Regions from separate parts of the Xenopus laevis genome. Here region 1 is linked to region 2. A link is a contact called in public Hi-C data. All regions are on one chromosome and are shown on one strand. Each heading gives the region's core, a stretch centred on a gene start, on an enhancer-like site or on the middle of the called end of the contact. The rest is flanking DNA. Distances are from core to core; before and after follow the strand shown.

What was found. A called contact is a pair of places that touch in the nucleus more often than the background predicts.
Region 1: a Hi-C map of the XL177 cell line shows a contact between it and region 2, with 1.8 times the contacts expected there. The contact joins the promoter of luzp1.L here to the enhancer-like site in region 2. A contact is called at or near these places in 2 of 4 Hi-C or Micro-C datasets (the XL177 cell line and the XTC cell line).

What each region holds. Positions count from the first base shown.
Region 1 is chr2L:92,953,962-92,956,661 of Xenopus_laevis_v10.1, forward strand. It overlaps luzp1.L (leucine zipper protein 1), which reads right to left and starts at 1,386. Exons shown (of 7, transcript XM_041582176.1): 1 at 759-1,386.
Region 2 is chr2L:92,892,030-92,894,729 of Xenopus_laevis_v10.1, forward strand. No RefSeq gene overlaps it. Among protein-coding and RNA genes, the nearest start is that of LOC108708261, 36 kb to the left of the region's middle. Within about 2 kb of position 1,287, at least 1 of the 7 cell types and tissues checked has an H3K27ac peak or open chromatin away from gene starts, as enhancers often do.

The sequences.
Region 1 (2,700 bases), core at 136-2,635, 62 kb after region 2:
TGGATTACAATGACGGGAATACCAGCCGATGGGACGAGGACCACATCAAGTAGCCAATGGTGTCCTAAATTGGGCAGGAAAATCAAACCTGCCCAAATGAGATCTTGATGATTTTTGGTCAGATATCAGTCTAGGAGGCCTGTTGGTGGGCCTCATATACTAGCAGATAAGGTGCCAAATCAGTATAAAGGCCCGGAAAAGGCAGCTTAAATCTGACCGTGTATGGCCAATTAATGTTTAGCACTTTGGCCTTGGGTTTTGGAGCAAGTCCACCTATTTGTGGCCAAAGATGTGAGACCGATGTAGGGCTGTACTGCAGATGAAGAGTTAAGTACAGGAGCAGGGATGGCTTCCTTGAAAAAAAACCTTCATAGAGATGCCTTAAATTCCTTCATATGCAATGAGGTCTCCCTGCAGATTCCTAGCAGAAAGCAATGGGCTGCTAGCAGCCACCTGATCATCCCCCCTCACTGCAGAGGAGGTTACTGCAGTCATTCTCCCCTCTCTAACCTCTGCCTGGGATCAACCTCGCAGGAAACCTACTGACACCTCTTCCTCTCCAGACAGAGATCAGCAATGCTCAAACACACAGCACTTGTTCAACTACAACTCACACGGGCTGTGGGGGTGGGCTGGGTGCTGTTCAGCAGCTGGAGGGCCAATCCATGTTGCTACTGCAGCAAAACTTTCATGGAGACAGCGGTATCCACCTGGGATTGAGCCCAAACAGCTGCCTTAATACTGGTAGCATTCCTTACCGTGACACGGGATGATCGGCCGTCCTAGCGCGGAATATGGAGCAGAGCAAGTCCCTTAGTAAAGTCGTTTCCTCTCCCCCTTCTCTTCCCTTCCCCGCAGTGCAGGGATCAGGCAGCACATTCCAGGCAGAGGATAGTAACAATGTAAGGTGGGCTTCCCTATAGTAGGACCCACCTCCACTCTGCTGCCGTCAGTCCCACTCCATATAAGGACAGTCTGGGCTGACTCCTCACTTTTACTCAAGGAAGGCGGGGCCCAGTGAGCCCCGGGGAAGGGGTTGCCAAAGGGAGAGCAGGGAGAAAGAGGGAAAGAAAAGTCCGGAGGAAATGAGGGGGGCGAACGAAACAAGAGAACAGGGGGGTTGGGGGAAGGAAATATCAAAGAGAAATGATGCAGGAGAGAGCGACACGGTGGGAATGGAAGGAGGGAATTAAAAGTGTGATTCAGCAGTAAGTGACGTGTGTGAGTGAGAGGTAGACAGGGAATGTAGGAGAACTGAAAGAAAATAGGAAGGGCGAGAAGCTGGGTGTGGGACATGCGAAGAGTAGGGCGCAGTTCTGACAAAAATCATTATTCAAAAGGGCTGATATTTTATCCCTATGATCAGACACACGGCGTTGACGCTTCAAATAAACTGAACAGCGAGTCACGACGTGAGGAAACGTAGTCGGCAGGTCTGGGAGAGGGAATGGGTTAAATCGGGGATTAAGCAGAAAGCCGCTGACTGACTGGGCCCACAATTAACCCTCTCGAAACCAGAGAAGGGTTAAATAAAGGTCCAAGGGCAAATGATGTCTTTCCAGTGCAAGAACTGCATTGGGACCCTACATTAGCACTATCTCTGTCTGACTTTACCAGTACTGCCTGCATTGAACCTTTCGTATTAGTCCCTCGTTTAACTGCGTCTGTGTCGATACCTGACTATTAACAGTCTGTGCTGCCTGTCACATGTCTTGTCCTAAATGGCATCACTATGTCTGCTGAAAGCATTGTGTGACTGCTGAATGCCTCCCCATATTCACTACTACATGAACAACAACAAACAAACAATAGCAGCCCCAGTCGCATTGTAGTGTTGTCTATAGTGCTATGTGATGGCAGGGTATTCAAAATAACACTTTACTACTTTGTTTCCCGTAGACAGGTATGTTCTTTGCAAAGTATTAGGCCTCATATAAAATTGGTACGTGTCCATGCCAAAGTTCAAAGCTTTGCTAAAGTTAGTGGCTGTTTTTACTGCATCTTCTCTCCGGCATACCCATATGTAAATACCCATAGGTAAATACAAATGCCAGAGGTCTTTTGAGTAGCTTAATGACCAATCTGTGGCACATAAAGAAGTCCAAGTAACCGATTTTCACAGCTGTCACTTCAGCTAATGCAAAATGTGGACACTGGGGAGGAATTCTCAAAAGTGGGATTCAAATTTTTGGGAGTTAAATTAAGAACTGTATTTGTGTTTGGTGCTTCCCTAGGCATCAGCCCACCCCTAACCAGGGCCACGAGGCAAGGTCAGAAGGTTGTCTCAGGCGGCAGTGAGCAGGCAGTTACTATGGGCGAAAAAAAGCCATTGCTTGTAACTTTAAGATTCAAATTTTCAATTTTGAAGCTGGAAATTCAGCTCTGCTAGTGCAGAGAGCCAGCGGCGTAACCAGGACCACCATCAGAAATCGCAGGGCCCCATACGAAAAAATTTCCTGGGCCCCCTGGGCTGCGCCCACTGCAAGCCCCACCTACAGGTCCGCCCTCCCCACCACACAGTAAAAAAACAAAAAAATATTGGTGGGTAGGGTTCCCACATGTTAATAACAAATAAAAAGATATTGGTGGTCAGGGCCCCCCATAAAAAAACATTTGTGGCCAGGGCCCCCCATTAAAAAATATTGGTGGCTAGGACCCCACATGAGAAAAAAAAATTGGTGGCCAGGCCCCCCCCCCCCA
Region 2 (2,700 bases), core at 37-2,536:
TCTGATAAGTCTAAAAGAAAAGAAACCATTTAAAATACATATCTAGGTACCACCAGGCAACTGAAAGTAATATTTCAAATGTATTTTATTATCAAAGATTCATATTGGACAGGCACAACGAAAATAAATGGATTTATGGGCAAGAGGAATGTTTCACAATTTTAAACAGAAATAAAATAACATTGTAAAAAAAAAAAATACACCTCCCCATTTGTTGGTCATACAGGAACACTGCGACACATATCTTTTACAAGATTCCGTATCCATAAGACTGTCTGTAAATCAGTGCTGGTGCATATTTTTCATAATCAAGTCATTGTCCTATACAGATACTCCCCTGGTTCAATCTAAACTTTAACAAACATAAAATGCACAGACATATTTAGATGACTTAACACATACAGGATTTATTTGAAGTAAAACTCTCTAAGTTACCCATTTAGAGCACAGTTTGCAAAAAGGTTCAAGTGATCACAAAAAATGAGCCAACCAGGGCACAGCTCTCTCCAAAATGCCCTCAGCACCAATGAAATCACGCAGAGATTAACCAATCGGGGCACACGTGTTATACTCCCAGAATCCTTCTACTCGTAAAACATCAGCCATTAGGCAGCAGTTTACATAGCATAAAGCAAAAGCAATAAAAAAAAAAAAACAATATATATATATATATATATATATATATATATATATATATATATATATATATATATATATATATATATATATATCTCTATATCAAAATAATTTGTAAGAGCCTGCTAATTTATTTACTATGTCCAAAGAACTAAAATTGCTTACACTAGTCTTAAGGTTATATGAAATATACATGGAAGCAAAGATTAAAATGAAAATACAGTTTATAAGAAAAAAATGGCTTTATTAAAGTTAACTGGCATAACATTTTTTAGCAGTTCTAACATATACACGACTCATACTCTGGTTTAAAAATGTGTGTTTTAAAAGGATAGCCCCCACAAATCAAGCACAGCTGAGATTTAAAGAGAAACTACATGAAAAACAGTAGTTGATTGGGGGTTTGTAGTAACATTTTACTGATCAACTGTTGATTTTGAGAAAAATAGTCATGAAATATGGCTTTTTATGTATCTAAAGCAAAGCCACATGATGATTAGTTAAATAACTGCTCAGTTAAGCCAAGCAAGCATTGTGACATTCATGATCATAATCTCTGCTTGCCATTGCTTAAGAACAGAATGTGCCCTTTGTGCATGTATTTAGAGGTCAATCTACTTTAAAGCAGGAATGTCAAATTAGTGACCCCCAGCTGTGTGAACTACAATTCCCAGAATCCAGCAACTGTTGAATACTCAGCTCTTAGCAAAGCTGGGAGCTGCAGAATACAAACAAAAGTTAGGAAGTTATAATAGGACTGGCAAAAAATAAAGCAAGTACTGGCTACTCCGCATGTGACAATACATCAATTGTATTCAATGGAAAAAAAAACAAGCTTTGCAAGGATGAATTAGATCAATAAAATAGAAAAAAAGCTGGCACTTTTAGATGTTTTATATTAGAACTCCCCCATGTAAAACTAGTTTAAATGTATTATATAACAGTTACTACTAATAGATTCCCTTTAAATAACACCATCCCCCAAAAAGGCATGTTAAGAATTGGTTAAGACAGTTTGCTTGCCTAGAGATGACCATAGACAGTCTGCCCTATATCTGTGTAAGATTTAGTACCATGTTAGCCATTGAAAAAAATGCGGAAAATGTTAAGTTTGGCTACTTTTTATTGGCTAACTGAATAAGTAGCAATTGCAAGCTTTCGGAGCACACAGGCCCCTTCGTCAGGCATAATACTGCTGAACGGGCCTGTGTGCTCCAAAAGCTTGCATGTTACTTATTCAGTTAGCCAATAAAAAGTAGCACCAAACTTTTACATTTTCTATATTTGTGTAGAACACCAACCAGCAGTGCATAGAAACTATGTTAAATAGAAGGAGTGTGTATATATTTGGTCCTATTTTTTTTTAACATAATTTTGTACATATCTTAAATATTACAATGCACACTGACAAACATATCAATGAGATTCCATCTCTAATGCTCAGCATGTAATTATATAGTGAATAAAGTACCCCCTCTTGTAAAATATAAGGATATTATAAGTTACCAAGGAGTTTCATGACCTTATAAAAACACGAGGCCGAAGGCAGAGTGTTTTTATACAGGTCATGGAACTCCGAGGTAACTTCTAATATCCTTATATTTTGCAACTGGGGGTCCTTTTTTATTATAATACACACGTTCCAGTGAGTCATGTGACAGAAATGACATCAGAACTCACCGTTTATAACTGATGACATCAGAACTCACCATTTATAAGGATATAATTTACAAGATATTCATGGCTTTTGTGTAATATATACAGTATATATGTACACTCCCTATTATCTTGGAGGTTGTATTACAGACAGATATGCTACATGCTCATGCATACCTTCCAACCAACATTCACAGCTGGAAAACAGGACAATTTAAAGGAGAAGGAAAGTCTTGTTATACTTGAGGGTGCCGAAAGTTAGGCACCCCAAGTGATCCTATTTACTTACCTGAAACCCCGGGCTGGTGCTCCTATCAGGAGAAAACTGTACTGGGCCGGGATTCTTCCAGTGAGTGCCATGGGGTGATTGTCTTCTTCTTTCTTCTCGTGGCTGTAGATCGAAAAGCC